2 separate regions of the Macaca mulatta genome follow, and region 1 is linked to region 2. Evidence: chromatin contacts called from public Hi-C data. All regions are on one chromosome and are shown on one strand. The core of a region is the stretch at or near the end of the contact, and the rest is flanking DNA. Distances in the headings are between cores, read along the strand shown.

The links. Hi-C and Micro-C count contacts between places; a contact is called where the count stands out from the background.
Region 1: a Hi-C map of fetal cortex germinal zone shows a contact between it and region 2, with 4 times the contacts expected there. The contact joins the promoter of SRSF1 here to the promoter of DYNLL2 in region 2. A contact is called at or near these places in 4 of 14 Hi-C or Micro-C datasets (cortical neurons, fetal cortex germinal zone, fetal cortical plate and 1 more).

The regions. Positions count from the first base shown.
Region 1 is chr16:51,982,212-51,985,274 of T2T-MMU8v2.0, reverse strand. SRSF1 (serine and arginine rich splicing factor 1) reads right to left here and starts at 1,714. Exons shown (of 4, transcript NM_001195549.3): 1 at 1,318-1,714; 2 at 725-909; 3 at 185-357. The coding sequence starts at 1,511.
Region 2 is chr16:51,906,662-51,909,411 of T2T-MMU8v2.0, reverse strand. It overlaps DYNLL2 (dynein light chain LC8-type 2), which reads left to right and starts at 1,310. Exons shown (of 3, transcript XM_015119163.3): 1 at 1,310-1,566.

The sequences.
Region 1 (3,063 bases), core at 465-2,964, 75 kb before region 2:
ACTTTCCATTGAAAGATCTAAGCTTTCATCTATCTTCAGGCATGCTGAATGCATACAATGCAACTACAACCAGAAATCTGGCAATTTACTTGGACACCCTTGCCTGAATTCTTACCTTCAAATTCCACTGTTAAGACCACTGTATCCAATTCTGGTCAAAGAAAAGAATAAGCGTATAACCTACCTCATGAGATCTAAACTTAGTGTTATCCAGTTTTCGAACTGCATAGGTCATATCTTCTTTCCGTACAAACTCCACGACACCAGTGCCATCTCGGTAAACATCAGCATAACATACATCACCTGCTTCACGCATGTGATCCTTTAAATCCTGCCAACTTCCACTTGGAGGCAGTCCTGAAAAAGTGATTTTTTTTCTTAGTATCAATTATCTTAAATTTCACGTTAAGCTGGTAAGGTACATTAGAACAAAGAGTACTTTAAAATACTTAATAGGTGTACTTAAGTGATACCAGGTAAAGAGCTGGTAAGATTCTGGGATCCAGAGTCCAAAATTATTTGTAACGGATCTTCGTATCTAGTACCGCAACCTAATTTGGTAAATCACCACAGCAGCAATCCTCGTTTATTAAATTCACCCAAAAACTAAAGCAATTTAAGACCTAGCATGAAAAATTTGCAATTGTTAAACCGATCATGCAAGACAAAAATTTTAGGTAGCTTCCGTCCCTTCACATCAATCCACACAACCAAGTACACTCACCAGAGACAACCACTCTGTTTTCAGACCGCCTGGATGGGGGGCCATAGCGACCTCGGGGAGCTCCGCCACCTCCACCCCCGCCGCCGCCTCGGCCTGTTCCACGGCCGCTTCGAGGAAACTCCACCCGCAGACGGTACCCATCGTAATCATAGCCGTCGCGACCATACACCGCGTCTTCCGCGTCTCTGCGGGATCGCAGAAAGTAAAAGGCATGAGAAAGACCAGGAGGAGAAGCTCGCTCAGTCGGGAACCCCCCGCACATGCGCACCCAACGTGGAAGAGCCCACATGCGCCGCATAATAGGAATGGCCCCTCCCCCACCCAGAAACACGCCAGGCTCCCAACCACTACACCAGCCCTCAGCGCCTCAGTTTCCCGCTCCAGCCTGCGAATGGGCTCCGGGGACGTCCAAGGCGAGGCGCCAGAGAAGCCACACCAACTCAGCTCCTTACTCGACTCCTGCATGGGCGATACAGTCTCGCCCCAACCTCTCTAAGAGCCCCCGCTTCCCCGTTCTCTATGTTAAGGCCTTGGAGCCTTCCCCGACTACTCGGACCTATTTCCTCAAGGCTGCAAGCCCCATGCCGCCTCACCGCGGGTCCTCGAACTCAACGAAGGCGAAGGGCGGTCCCCCGCGGCGATTCTTGAGGTCGATGTCGCGGATAGCGCCGTATTTGTAGAACACGTCCTCAATGTCCTTGGTTCGGATGTCTGGAGGTAAGTTACCCACGTAGATGCGGCAATCGTTGTTCCCTGCGGGGCCACGAATCACACCACCTCCCGACATGGCGGTGACGAAAAGCGCGGACTCGAGAACAGGCCTTCCCACCAAGCCTAGCGCACCGCAGAGCGAGCCCGCAGCGGCACCACGTCTCCCGCGGCCCCTCCAAAATGGCGCCTTTATCAGCTCGGCGCACGGATATGGGGGGGAGACAGAGGAAGAGAAGCGGAAGGAAACAGCGATTCGATCCCAACACGCACGCGCGGGAGCGCAACGGGTGCTGCGAGGGATACGCGCAACGCACGCGCACGCACGCGCGACGTCACCCTCCGCACGAAGGGGGAAAAAAAGTCCCCCGCGTTCCCCGCTTGGGGTGGTTTGCGAATAGAGTGAGCAGCCGTTTGGTAAAAGTTAAATAAAGAACTCTCGTTAAAGGAGCTAGTCATCCAGGTCGAGTCTTGAAGGATAGTCAATTTCCCCAGGAATGAGGAGCTTTGAAAGCAACTCGGCGCCTTCAAAGGACTTGGTGAAACCTAGCCTAAAGCCTTGTCCCACCATGCTCTGCGGCGATAACGGCCTTTGGCGGGAAAGAGACTCGGAGGCGGGGCTAAAGGGGGAGGGCTCGGGCCGTTGCTCCGGAAACCCGGGTATCTTCGTAGAGTGCGTCTAGTCCAGAGCTGAGTTGCCGGTGACTGAATAGAGAGCTGGGGCGTTGGTTTGTCTTCCCGCCCCTGCTGCGAACAAGCTGTGGCTGCTTAGACAGATGTGTCTAATTTAGCGAAACCGGTTTAGATTCCTTAATCCTTTTCATTAAGAACCATTCCACCTTCTCGTCAGAACTTTGCATAGCTCAGTTCAGCACTCTTTGTGCTAGTCGCAGTGGGCCCGTACCCCGACCTTTCAACGTGGTACCCGCCAACCAGAAGGGGTAACAGTACTGCTTCTGGTACCCACACCTCTTTATCTCTTGTTAATCGCCTATCCGTGGGACTAGCGCAGATTGCCTGCAGAATGAATTGTTTCTGTTGTTTCCTTTTAAAGAACGAGAAGGAAGAAAAGGTGCGTGTGTGCAGTCCTTTTTTCAAAAGTTTCCTCTAAAAGTTACTGAAATTGAAAATACCGGTCCTCCCAGGTAATAAAATGGACCGAAATGGATGAGAGCCGTGTCCACTAGAGACCGCGGTTGCTATTCAGGACTGTGATCTTATTTGCCTGCGACATTGGGAGATAACATTTTACATTTTTTTTCGACGTCTGCAATCTGGATTTTTATGTGAAATCCTGGGATTTTTAAACGTCGCTAATGAATTCAAATTAAAATTAGGCTGGGCGCGGTGGCTCACGCCAGCACTTTGGGAGGTAGAGGCGGCAGATCACTTGAGGTCAGGAGTTCGAGACCAGCCTGGCCAACATGGTGAAATCCCGTCTCTACTGAAAAAAAAAAAATTAGCCGGGCTTGGTGGCGGGCGCCTGTAATCCAGCCTACTCGGGAGGCTGAGGCAGGAGAATCGCTAGAACCCTGGAGGTGGAGGTTGCAGTGAGCCGAGATCGCGCCATTGCGCTGCAGCCTGGGCTACAGAGTAAGACTCCTCCTAAAAAAAAAAAAAAAAAAAAAAAA
Region 2 (2,750 bases), core at 61-2,560:
AGGGCCAGGGCAAGTCTCACTTCCTGACATGGTTTGGAGAGGCGAAGGGAAAAAGATAGGAGTGGGAGCTATCCCTGGCAGCTTCTTAAACCCGACGGTATGGCCAAAATGCTTGGTTCCCAATAAAGGCTCATCAGCCCTTGAGGTAGACACTTTTGTATAAAACAGACCAGAAAGAAAACCGTAGGCCTGAGGATCTTTCCTGGAAGTGGGGTGGAGTGACAGCAGGCAGGCTCCCAACGCGCACGTTCACACCCATCCTCCCGGGAGTCTCTTGAGCCTCCAGAGGGGCTGCTGCCTGGGTGCACCGCTTTTCAGCTAGAAGCGAGTCAAGCCTGACCTGCGGGATCCGGCAGGGCTCTCCCCTCTCTGTACTTGGATTCTCTCCTTTATAAAGGGAGGGATGTGGATGGGTGGTTTTTGAAGGCTCCTCACAGTTCTGACAGGCACCACCTCTAGGGGCTTCTATTCACTCTCCTCCAGTCCTGTCTACCTGGACAGGCAGGGACAGACGACAAGAAATGGCTCACTCTCACCCCCATCCCAGGACCCCAAGGCCATAAATGTGCAAGGACAGCAGAGGCCTGCGTACCAAAGACACCCCCCCATCAATTTTGCTTCGGCTCTGTCTCCATTGCTCTTGTAGATAAATACTGGCTGGGGGCCCAGCTGGGAGTTTAGGTCCTTCAGCCTCAAAGAACAAAGGCTGAGCTGGAGGAAGAAGGGACCGTCCCGGAAGGTGAGGTGAGGGGGTCGTGGGGCTCCTATGCCTCTCCCTCTCCATAGGGCTGGCTGTCCCTCTCTTTCCCACAGATACGGGAGGAGAGAGTGTCCTGTCTTTTCCTCTGAGGCTGATGACTTCATCTCCTCCCCTTCCTCTCTCTAAGGTTGGGGTTTCTACCTCAGCCCCATCTGTTCCCTGGGTCTGAAATCTCCATCCCCTTCTCCCCTTTTCTTCCTTGGGACTGGGGTCTCCACACCCCTCCCTCTCCTCCTCTCTCAGGACCACGTCTCTCTATTCCTTTTCAGGCCTGGCCTCTCCAGCCTCGGGCGTAGGGGTCCGCATTCCTCTCCTTTCTTAAGGCCACGGCTCCCTCCCCCACCCGCTCCAGCTCCTCCTCCCCACCCCCTCCCTCCGCCCCGAGGCATTGTGGGAGGAAACAAGATGTGGGGCGAGAGCGGCGCGGGGAGAAGCCCGCAGTGCGGGGCCGGGCGGGCGCAGCCAATGGGGAGCGCGGACGGCGGCGCGCGCGGCGGGGGGGCGGGGGCGGGGCGCTATTTCAGCGGGGGCCGCGCGTCGGCCGCGCTCAGCGGCAGAGCGGAGCGGAGCTGTGAGGCGCCAACGCTGAGCGGGCGGGCGGGCCGGCGGCGCGAGGCGGAGCGCGGGCGGCCGGCGAAACTCCCAAGGGCGGACCGCGGCAGGGAGCGATCGGCCCCGGGCTGCGGGAGCCGGAGACCGCGGCGGCGGCGGCTGCAGGAGGAGCCCAGGGGACACCGCCCCTGCCTGTGCTCTGCCTCGGGCCATCGCTGCTCCCCAGGGCCCCGTGCGGACTCGCCTCCGTGAAGGTGAGCGGTGGGTGGGGGCGTCCCCCGGTGGCGGGCCTGTGCCCGTCGCGTGCGGCTCCACACGCCCCGGCCCTCGCCGAGGTCGCCCTACGGCCTCCTCAACTGGCCCCAAGGCCTGGAACAGGGCTGGCCCCGCAGTCCTTGGCGTTGACGGTCCGGGCAGCGCCGCGCGCCCCCGCTGCCCCTCCCTCTGGGCGCAGCCCCAGCTGCGCCACCCTCTGCCCCGTCCACCCTCGTGGCGCTGCTGGAGGCCTGGGCTGCGGAGCTGCCGCTGCGCCCGCCACCCCGGGGAGTCTCCCTGCGCTGCGTGGAGGCCCCTGATATCAGGGGCCGGGGAAGAGGGGGTGGAGAGGGCTTGGGCGTGACGCGGCTCCTCCTGCCGCCACCGCCACCCTCTGGGGCGTCCTTCCTGCAGCGAGGACGCCCAGTCACTCCGGCGCTGTTCCAGGCCGGGCGGGGGAGGGCGGCCGACCGGCCAGAGCCTGCGGACCTGGCCGGCGGCGCGGGCGGGAGGTGGGGGGGGGAGGAGGATGCTTCCTCGTTCCCCAGGTGCTGCCCTTTGGGACCTCAGCGCTCTGGAGGATGGGATAGTGGAGGGATACGGCCCCCTTGGAGAGCCCGAAGAGGGAAGTAGAAGTGTGTGTCTATTGGCGGGTGGGGATGGTGGTCCGTGTCATTCGGAGATTTAGCCTTTTTTTTGGGTTGCAAAACCAAGAATAGAAGATGGGAGCTGTCCTGGAGTGCCCTTTGCGCTTTTCACAGGAGCCCTGGCTCGTGACTGAGGCGGCTGGCCTGGGGCCCTCTGGCCATCCTCCTCTTATCTGGAGGCCCAGGTCCCTTGCTTTTTCCCCAGGAGGGAGGGGCTAGACTGGACACCTTCCTCTGCTTTGCTCACTGGCACCTTGGACAGGGGTGGTAGGGGTTGGGCTTCAACTCTCTCAGATGCCTGGGGGGCAGGGGTGAAGAATCGTGCCATTGTAGTCACAAGACCAATATTATGTAACCGGAGGCTGTCTCCTGGAGAGTAAAGTGGCTTTTAATTACTGTAACAAAGTTGCCCCTTTGGACTTTGGGAATGAGGCAGTGGAGCAGGTGAGCTTGCAGGCAAAATGGTGCCAATTTCATACTTTCACTTTGCTGTCTAACCAGGCCCCACCCCCACGCCTGGGTTTGTAAACAGTGCC